Linked DNA regions of Gasterosteus aculeatus: region 1 is linked to region 2. A link is a contact called in public Hi-C data. All regions are on one chromosome and are shown on one strand. Each heading gives the region's core, a stretch centred on a gene start, on an enhancer-like site or on the middle of the called end of the contact. The rest is flanking DNA. Distances are from core to core; before and after follow the strand shown.

Region 1 (5,486 bases), core at 2,508-5,007, 86 kb after region 2:
TCTGCACAGTAATCAGATTCTCGCCGTCAAGGTTTGTTCCATCAAGCGAACGGCCCTGTCGGCCTCCTACCGGTCTCTGCTCTCACCAGGGTGCTCATCTGTCGCTGCAGACGAACACTCTCCTTCAGCTTTCTCTTCCGGCTTTCCGAGGCTGCTGAACTCTTTTTCGTTATTTCCCTGTTGCTTGGACTCTCATCTGCAGTTTCTTAACTAACTGGTTTAAATTAACGTTCTCTACTCGCTTTGGTTTCTTCACTTATTTATTCATTTCTCTTCTCCCTCTCTTTTTCTAACTTTTGGCTTTTTTTCTCCTATATTTCGACTTCTTGTCCCTGCCGCACATCTCGCATCTCAGATGGCCTTCCCCAGATATGACCACGGCTTTCTCTCTGGAGAGCAGTCCGGTAGTTTTCAGAGACGTTTTCTGAAGGTACACGGTACAACTTGTGCATGTGTGCACTTTTAACACTTAAACTAACCTTTTTATGCATCCTTTGATTCGCAATGCATCTCCCTTCTTTTATAGTTAACCCTCCGCAAGATGAGTGTTAATTTTCTCGGAATTTCTTAGCCAGATTCCTGACTCAGTTATATTAATATGACTTATTATATGTAATTTTTATTAAAAGTTCCAAGGCATTAGGAAATGTAGTAAAAATGTCTCTGAACAAATTTTAGAGAGCTTCCAGAATTATTTGCTTCTCATTACAAAAAAAAATAGAAAAGCTTTGTTGTGAACTATTATTTTAGAGTTTTAGCTTAATAGAAACACTATAATAATCGGTACTCGAGTATTTGAAGATCGCGGTCATTTTTTACTTAAAAGGGCTTGCCGTACTATGTTGCTTGCCACAACAAAGCAAATGCCGATGTGCCACATGTTTGTTGAAATGAGAGCAGGCAGAGGAAGTGTCACCTATTGAAACGACTCTACACTACATCTGTTTGGCCGAAGCACGAGGGTGGAAGTCTTCAGAACAAGTTGTGCACCCAGTTAAATTTAGTTCAAGTGGTGAAAGGAATGCGGCTATTGGCCGCCTCCCGCCTCCAAGTGTCCCTTTTTAATTCTCCATCTATTATGTGAAATGAGGGACTCGGAAATTCATGAACTACATGCTAATGCTGGAAAAGTTTGATTGGGATTTTGAATCATGCACGAAGGACTAAACAATTCACTGGGGAAATTGTTTTGAAAACTGAGGTTTTTATAACAAAAGGTTGACATTGAATTGTATGTCTGCATGGAAATGGAGTCACTAGTAATGAACTCACTGACGTCCATCAAACTCATCAACTAGCTTTCGGCGGTTTCAGTTATTTTTCTGAAAACCTTTTCAACCCGCCAAACTTAAAACAGAGCTTGAAGAAGGTAAAATATTTGACTTCCACGGACATGAACATGGCTCCAAATGCTCCTTATGAGTTGAATGTGTTACCAGGCAACGGGTGCTACATCTCAAAGTCACGTTGTTGTTACATGGTGTTGAGGTTTGACTGGTTTAAGAAATGCAACAATACAGAGGAATATAGACTATAGACAAGCCAATGCTAACAACTAGAAATAATGCTTTTCTTTTTCATGGATAAAATAAAAAAATATATTTTACTTTTTTTTGTCAGGGTGACCAAGGCCAGGCTGGACCCGCTGGTCCTCCTGGCCCTCCGGGTCCCCCAGGTCCCAGAGGCCCCCCCGGGAACACGGGCAAGGACGGACCACGTGGCCCTGCTGGCGAGCCGGTGAGAGATGAGCTTCTTCTCATGCGGATGTATACCCACTACTACATGAAAACACGCACCCACACTTTGTTGTTGTTATTATTTTTCTCCTTCACCCCCCCCCCCTCCCACTCTTTTGTCCCCCCTTTAAGTCACTTAAGACACTTAAGTCACACCACAAAGAATGCAGTCATGTCATTTGTGTTAACCTAGCGGGGTTCAATTCAAAACAAGGCTTTGGGCAAATATGTGTGCGTCTGTCTGTGAGTGAGTGTGCATTTATATACATATATTAAAGCGTCGAGGGTCAATGGGCCGGGGCGCAGTGACCCTGAATCTCCATTCTTCCGGGTTTGCCAGTAAACTGTGGCCTAAAAGCTTCCAGAATAGCAACTCTACTCCTGGACTCATCTGTTTTGTGTGAGACAGCGGCCACAAAGCCCCCCCCACACCCCCCCCCCCCCCCCCCCCTCCCCCCAATTCTCCCACCCTGCTACACCACCACTGTGTTGCCGTGCACCCCTGAAACAGATATGGCACCGCGGCGAGTTCATGGGCAGTTTGCCGGCCTCGCTGAACAATGGTTGTGGTCCTCGCCGAAGGCAGTTTATGTTTCTCCGAATTAACTTTCTGCTTCTCCGAGTTTAGTTCACACGCGGCGGCAGCTTTTAGGCCGTCACTGCAGGATGGAAGAGGGAGAAAGGGGCTCTGAGGGGTAATTGTTTCTGTGAGTGAAGGAATTAATTGTGTGTTGCCCTCAGCTGGAGCAGGGCAGCAATAGGTTTGAAGTAACAAATCTCGGTGTCACCCTGGGGGAGTTGAGAGATTACGCAGAACCGACGGGAGAGAAAGCCAGCACAGCTCAGAAAACCACCAAAAGCAGACGGGTCGAATAGAGGGGGCCGTCCTGTAACGTGGTCAATTTCTAATACATTTTCGAGATGATTAAAGGCATTGCAAAACTCAAACAGCGAAACCAAAGCAGAACGGCGCTCGGAGCCGCTCCATGTTGTGGGCAGATGTCTGAGGGGGGCAGAGCAGGAGAAAGTCAGCAGGCCGTCGCCATTTGCTTCTTCAAAGTGTAAAATAAAGGAGGGAGAGACCGAACTAAATTAGAGCAAGTTTCTGTGTTTTTATTTTTATTTTTATTTGTTTATTATTTAACCTTTATTTAACCAGATAAAAGTCCCATTGAGATCGAGATCTCATTTTCAAGGGCGACCTGGCCAGGAAGGCAGCAGCACACATCGTTAAAGAACAGCCATAAAATACATATACATGACATGAGTAAAACCACAATACAAATTAAGTTAAAAACTAAAATACAAAGAGAAAATGGTCAAAATCAGAGGCACCGTTCAAGAGATTTTTGTTGTCTGTCCATTTGGAGACGTCGGAAAACATTAAAAGATACAAGTTGAGACAATTTCAGTTCAGCCTGGAGATTGTTCCATGTTGATGAATGCTTTTTTCCCCAATTCAGTCCGCACTCGTGGAATGTACAAGCAGTAAATGTCGCTGTGTAATGCCTCGTCACGTGTAACATAATAACATAACGTGTCTGGCTTCAGGAAATCATATAACATGAATTTGGGATATTTGGAAACACGTGTGACATCTGAAATGATCCTCGTCCATCCTTTTCTGCGCTCGGGGCTCAAAAGTAGTACTAAGGAATGATTTGCAGCGGTGATCTGTTTCCCCCGGCTTCGCAGTAGAGACCGAAAGACATGAAGGAGGTAAGAGGGGTGAGAAAAGAGGTTAAAAAGCTGCTGGAGCAACTAGAAATTAAAAAAAAAGACCACATAGCAAGTAGAGAGGATCTGGATGACAGTTTGTATGTGAAGGAGTAAGAAAACCAGCTGCAACACATCTAAGTAGCTTCTGCACGTTATTTTAAAATTTGAGTACGGAGCCAAAGGCTAATAACCTACAATTTATAGCAAACATTTATTGGAGTGCAGTGAATAATCAAGTAAACACGATAGCAGTGTGTGTGAGAGAGCGAGATAGGGGGGGGTGTTGCACAAGATCCCAGTAAAAGTTCCTCTGCCGTGGATGACTTCATAGCAGATGTTTAGCTGCTCCAAGCCTGCGTCCACCTGGCCTCCATAAACACGATAGGTCTGTTTATCTAAATAAGCCATCAAACCACCGATGGACAGATGCCAAAAAGTGGACATCGAATGCTCTCTGTGTTTGTGTCGGGTTATGGCTCATCATCAAACGCAGAGTTTGGCCACGACTCCGGAGTCATCTCCTGTAAAGTGAAACTAAAACGGTCATTTGAATGCAGATTGGTGACGCGTCAACGGGAAAAGAAGCAGAAAGTGTTTCAATAGTTTCTATCGTAGTTTTCTCACTAAGTGTTTTGTATGATGGAGTTGGAGGGCGATGGATAAAACACCCAAAATCTCCAATCAGCGTTCTAACGGTTGAGAACTGACTGTGACGGGCCGCTCATATCAGGCAAAGTACTCTGGCTCAGAATAAGTGGCTGCTGAACTGCTGCCTTGTTGAACACTGACATCTGTTGGCTAAAGTGGTTTTGACTCTTCAAAGTCGACTCACCTGGCGTCTGCTGACCAGGTTCCTTCTCTGTCCTTCTCAGGGGTTTCCGGGTCGTGACGGCTTGGATGTGAGTTCAGTTCAAATCCAGTTTGACTTTGTTCATGAATAAATATTATACGTATGTGATGATTATTTGTCCGCCTCTGTAAAATGATGGTAAACAGTTGTGTTTGTGCTGCAGGGGCCGCAGGGATTGCCTGGGAAGCCGGTACGATCATTACTGGATATTTTACCTTGATTCAACTCAATTTCCCGTCTAGTAAAATTCTGCTGTTTTGCTGCAGAAGCATCATGTGACCAAAAAGTTGCATAATTGACATTGATGGACTTTGATGAATTGACAGGGAGAAGATGGTGAGTCCGGCCTTCCAGGATTACAGGGCCCCCCAGGAGCGAAGGTACAGATAAGTGTCCCTCCTTGACGACGTTTAATGTGGATGTCTTTTCATGCTACGTGTTGAAGGTGTACTGTGTGTGAAAACAGGGCGAGTCCGGCACGGGGGAGAAAGGAGAGAGAGGCATGGATGGACTCCCGGGATTGAAGGTGGGAAACCAATACGAAATTGCATTTAACAAATACGTATATAAATACTTTTCTTTGCTATATCATTAATTCTACACTATTTAAATCTGATTGATTTGATATGTGCGATCAAACAGGGAGACAAAGGGGGACAAGGAGAGCAAGGACCACAGGGACCCGTGGTATGTGCACAGAAACACTTGATAACATGTGTTTTTCTTCAGTTGTTTGCGCACCTCTCACTCGGGGTTGCCCGTCTCTGCCTCAGGGTTATCCTGGTGAAAAGGGCGCAACAGGCTCCTCGGACATCATCGACTTCAATGGGAAGCTTCTTGATGCTTTCCAGGTGAGTGATATTAAAGCGACAGTGAGACCACATAAATGGCTGCATTGTATGTTCTACCAGACATTTATAACTGAGGTTTAGGCGTCGAGGGGGGACTTGAAAAAGCCCACAAATGGTAGCGTGGTAAGGAACACCATTTTCTTTTTGCAACCGCTTTGCAAACTGAACACGTTGCCGTTTTTCTTCTCGACAGGCCATCACCACCATCAGTGTTTCGGTAACCTGCCGTTATTTCTGCATGGTTTTGGTGGAGTGATCAGTAACTAACACCTACAACGATCACACAACCTGTGATCTACAACCTGTGTGTGCATTTGCATTTTAGCAGAC
Region 2 (5,210 bases), core at 984-3,483:
CATGAGCACCACACTTCCGTGGTGTCGACTCGCCACTACCGGGCTCCAGAAGTTATCCTAGGTATGTGGCTGCTGCACAGCGCTGCTCGCGAGCTTCAGGCGGATCACTGAGTGTTGCTGTGTTATTGAGTTGTGTTATTATCATCATCTCTTTTCAGATCTGGGCTGGGATCATTCCTGTGATGTCTGGAGTGTAGGCTGCATTCTCATAGAGTACTACCTGGGGTCTACGCTCTTCCAGGTAAGAGAAGCTAAAAGGTATTATAAAATCTTTAATACAGTTTACCGTGGCATTTGGCTAAAGGTGTCACGTGTTTTTTTCTTGCCTTTAGACTCATGACAGCAAAGAGCACCTTGCTATGATGGAGCGAGTCCTGGGTCCCATCCCCACACACCTCCTGCAGAAAACCAAGTACGTGGACTGCTAACTGGCTAATGGGATTGTCACAAGCCCCCCCCCCCCCCCCCCCCCCCCCTCTCCAAGAATTTTTGTATTCATCAATTTTGTTATTTATGCAAATGTCATTGTGTTGTACAGAAAAAGGCGGTATGTGCACCGGTCCAAGCTGGACTGGGATGTTCACAGCTCGTCTGGGAGATATGTGAAGAAACACTGCAAACCCCTGAGGGTAAGATCGGCATTACTGTAGACCACAGCACACAGTCTGTCAATTAAAGAATGTAATCTGAACGTACATCTGCATGAAACAAATGTGAGGATTTAAAAACGCTTAAATGCCATCAGCACTACCAAAGCCACCAGTTTTGTTCAGTTAAAACACTGCACATATCCTTGAACTTCATAATAAGACGGGCTCAGTGGCGAATAAGAAGTCCTATGTGCTGGAATACATGCAAGTTTCAGGATTCTTAAGTATTGTACTTGAATACAAGTTTCTGCCTCATAGTGCTTGAGTATTTCCATTCTAATTTCTTCTGAGGAATTTTTTGGTTTTGTCTTCAACAAAGACAAGTTCCTAGTTGGGCTACTTCAGATTCTTACTGCAAAACAACTAATAATAGACAAGAATTAGGCTCCATACTACTAAAAAATACATTGGTCCGTATGTAAAATGGGACCTGTTTAACAACTGACCGTACTGTGCCATCAGCATTACATGCAGTCGAAGAGCGAAAACCACCACCAGCTGTTTGACCTGTTGGAGAAGATGATGGAGTACGACCCAGCTAAGCGCCTCAGTCTGGAGCAGGCCCTCCATCATCCCTTCTTCTCCTGCTACCGCAAGAGCAGCAGAAGCACCGGCAGCAGCAAAAAAGACTGAACCTGTGCAGCGTACGACTTGTCTGTCACTGTGATGCTCATCGTAGTGTGCAGGTCCAGCCTCTGCTTCCTCTCTCCAGGAGAGGAGGACCTTACCCGACTGTATCAGTCACCTGTCCTGCTTTTCTGTCCTAAACCGCTGTGTGTGTGTGTGTGTGTGTCATCGAGTTCTGTTATGTGTGGCATGTTTTGGTGTAATGAATCCTCCCAGTTGATTTCTATTTATTTGGCATTATAATTTAATATCTATCACATAAGCATATACTTTTTCTTTTTTAAATTCATGAATAGTCAAACTGTGTTCCATGTATATTTTTTTTTTCTCTGCATTGTCACAGTGGTGAAGGGAAATGTTATTGTCTCACCTGCTTCAGTAAAAATGTATTCAGCACTGGAGAGAGAAACTAGTGCGGCAGAAGATATTTGTACATACAATTAAGATGTTTTCTTTTTCACCAAGTGCTTGTGTACCTTTTACAATACAATGTACATTTTTCCAATAAACGTGAATAGACGACAGAATTGTCTCTGATGTCTGTTGTTGTTTCGGTGCAGTAGCAGCATGCAGCCGCAGGGTGGCAGTAAAACGCTCATTAGGAGACTAAAGCGAACCTGGATTAACTAAATGTATTAACGGTTTCACGTTTCGGTTCGGCAGAGAAGATGCACGTCTTTAGGAAACTACAAACCGAAACCCCTTTTCTCAAAGCGGAACCATTGTCCTCCAATGTAGGCAAGATGCCACAGGGCCTGCGGCGTCATGCGCTTATAATCGACAATCCGTCTCTATTCACACATCACAGTGGAGGGGAACACGATACGGATCGTGTAACTCGTAGTATCATTAGACGTCACGTCGTGATGTCCCAGTGACCAAAATCTTGTCCCAAGACTAAACCCCCCGAACGTCTCGCTCTGAGACACAGCTGTCAATCCGCGGTGCCCCACGTGGTCAGCGGGGCGGGCGCGTCGCCACTAGTTGAACGCGCAACTTTAAGGCCGGCAGACAATCGGAGCCATTGGTGGTTGCACTTGCACACCCGTGTAGGAAACTCCCCTGCAAGTCAGAAGGCGGCTCCACTCCGGTTGGCATCCATATCGCTCCCATCTGTGTTCTGCGTAAAACCAGTGTGCGCTGCTGCTGCTGCTGCTTCCGCCGCCTCGGTCCAAGACCAATTTCAGTCATTACTTTGAACCCCGAGCCTTGCGTGTTGTGAAGCCCAGAGTAGAGTTTGGTCGCAGGACTTCCACAACTATACAAGGCGCTTTTATTGCATGTTTTCTTCTGTTCATCAAGAGGACCTCCACAGGATTTTTTAGGATGGATCCAGCCAGCGACTCTATCGCGGAAAGTAAGCCGGTGTGCCAGTGTGCTTCCAAGTCTTCGGTCCAGCGGTGGCTTCCAGGTTTCCCAATCGCTCTGTGCATGCTGATGTCTCTGAGCTCCATCGCCGTGTGTCTTCTGATGAGCCTCAAGACCTACCAGCTGGAGAACCGCATGCAGATGGACAAAGGGTCCACCTTCACCCCGCCGCGCGCGGCTTATTGTCTAAACGAGGATGGGACTCTGATTCCAGAGCTGGGCACCTCGATAGGGCGGCTCGTTGAAGAGGTACAAGGCGTAAACGGTCGTAGATAAATTCGTGTATCTTGTTTGTGAACCAAAGACGCACATTCTTGTCGGTGCGTAAAATGTGCGTAATAGCAGGAAATACATGCAGATAAGCTGATTAACGCACAGACTTTGAGCGCTTTTTTGTTCCAATTGCACAACTACGATCAGTTGATTTTTGATGAATGACCGTAAGAGGTCAACCTTGCATGCAGCTGGCCAATTCGTTTGCAGTTAAATATGTGTAGAGGGTGACATGACCACTGATTAGAGCCCAACCTAATTGGATCACATGGAGGAATGGGAGGACGACAATGCCCTCTTAATTATTATTGCTGCTCATTGAGATAATTTTAATGACTTTTTCCTAAAGGCCTCCACAATTGTATCCATATTTATATCTTACTTTGGATTTGTTCCTTGTGTCCGCAGAAAGTGGTGGTGCTGATGCCGAAATTGCGGACAACAAGGGATGTCGGCCAGGAGTGCTCGTGTCCTCCAGGTACGTCTCTGCAGTGTGCAGCATTGTTACTGAGAACACACAAATAAATCATACGGGACACTAACACGCGGCTCCCTGTCAACTAAACGTTACAGTCATGGCTGACTGCTTGGGGAACGTTTGGCAGCTCTCCCGAACATTAAGAGTGCGCGTGTGCGTGTTGATGATTGCGGCCCCTTGAGCCACGTGGAAGGGCCCACACTGTGATAGCGGGGCTCTTCACTCCGCAGAGCAGCGGGGTTGGGACGTCCTGGCTGAGACCTGCATTCTGATGGGGGGGGGCTTTAAAAGATGTAGCAGCGGTGTGCCAAGGTTTGGCTCGCGGGGTGTTCGTTACAGAGCTTGTGATAGTTTCAGAGGACAGTGTGTGGTCCACGTCTAGTTACAGAGTCCCCTGTTATGCATGTCATTGCGTGCAGCTGTTGGACGGGATGTGTTCCCATAGTAAAGCAGTTTTATTTAAACATGTATTGAGGCATTTACAAAAAATACATTTTTCTTCTTTTTACATTACATTACAATTACATTACAATAAGTGCATTCAACCATAAGGATACAAACACAGAAGAACAAGAAGCAAGAAAGAAAGTGCAATTTCATTACATAAGCCAATTTACAAGTTGTTATAGTTAAGTGCCATTATAAGTACAATTTAAGTACTACAATTTGCTTTTAGCCAAGGTAGAGTCTGAAGATGTGTGTCTTTAGTTTGTAGCGGAACATGTAAAGGCTCTTTAAAGTCTTGTGTCCAAAGGTTACTGCAGAGGTCGAACTCTTTGGGGGGGCCTTTCTGCACGTTTGGGGAATTTCTCTCCCTGGCTCTTCGTTCCTTCTCTTTGCCTTTTGTCTCTGGGTGTGAATAGCCCTGCAACCACAAGAACAGGTGAAAGTGTTCACAAGTGGAATTTCTGGCCGCCTTTCAACACATTCCGTTTTCCAGTCTGAAGTCTGCCGTGCCAACATCGCAGGCTGGCTGGCTGGTTAGCAAAGTCAGTGCAACTTTTTGTGGTTTGGGTCCACCGGAGCCAGAGCCATGGATATGCACCGTGTGAAACGTTGCCCAATTAGGCAAAGCCTGCACTGCCTGTGGGTGCTTGTGCATTTGAATGTTATTTCTCTATTAAATCATATGATTGTATCAGATGTTGCATCCCATTTTCCTGTCAGTTCTGCTGAACTGCTGTGTACTCAAGCGGTTTCTGCACTGAAATGCAATTCCCCCGCAACTATTCTGAGGTCTATTTAAAGTTCTCTTTCTCCAGTTTCTTGGCTTTATATATGGTGTCTTTTTAGGGGAGGGGGATGAAACAAAAGGCTTTTTGTTTATTGCGGCTGTTGGGCAACCAAATTCACTTTTTAGTTTTCTCATCCCAACAATCGGCAAGATTGCTGAATAGACTTGTCAACTTTTCTCAATCAAATGTGTTTATTTCCAAAGAGTTTTTTTTTTCTCCGCCAATAAACGTAGATTTGGAGAGATCTCCCTGATGCTTTAATGGCTTTGAGAAGTCACACAAGCTGGGACCCATCAGTAGTCTGCATCTGTTTGTGTCAGACGCTCTATGAAGTTTGTAAAAGGCGTTTACGAACATTCATCTGATCCCAGCGCGCTCAAACGTGTGTGCGTCCCATCTGGGTCCATGTGTTTGTGCAGTCTGGTCATGGTCTTGAATGCCTGCGTGCGTGAGTCTGAGTTTCTGTCCCCGAGCCTTTGAGGTGGCCGACGGAGTCACATCTCTCAACACGACCCTGTAAGCAGAGACCCTCCGCTCCCTTTTAGCACCAGCTCTTCCCACCTGAAACTCAAATCTCTC

The links. Hi-C and Micro-C count contacts between places; a contact is called where the count stands out from the background.
Region 1: a Hi-C map of liver shows a contact between it and region 2, with 2.5 times the contacts expected there. The contact joins the enhancer-like site here to the promoter of LOC144406324 in region 2. A contact is called at or near these places in 4 of 6 Hi-C or Micro-C datasets (liver, skeletal muscle and tail fin).

Annotation. Positions count from the first base shown.
Region 1 is chr4:11,647,859-11,653,344 of fGasAcu3.hap1.1, forward strand. LOC120818216 reads left to right here. Exons shown (of 28, transcript XM_040175111.2): 6 at 356-430; 7 at 1,621-1,737; 8 at 4,328-4,354; 9 at 4,469-4,495; 10 at 4,632-4,685; 11 at 4,772-4,831; 12 at 4,948-4,992; 13 at 5,079-5,156; 14 at 5,350-5,373. The coding sequence starts at 356. Among protein-coding and RNA genes, the nearest start is that of LOC120818216, 14 kb to the left of the region's middle. Within about 2 kb of position 3,758, at least 2 of the 9 cell types and tissues checked have open chromatin away from gene starts, as enhancers often do. A contact at or near this core is called in liver, where this site is marked.
Region 2 is chr4:11,563,078-11,568,287 of fGasAcu3.hap1.1, forward strand. LOC144406324 reads left to right here and starts at 2,234. Exons shown (of 3, transcript XM_078102227.1): 1 at 2,234-2,894; 2 at 3,327-3,396. The coding sequence starts at 2,604. It overlaps LOC120818217 (dual specificity protein kinase CLK4), which reads left to right. Exons shown (of 13, transcript XM_040175122.2): 9 at 1-61; 10 at 159-241; 11 at 333-412; 12 at 539-629; 13 at 1,113-1,801. The coding sequence ends at 1,283.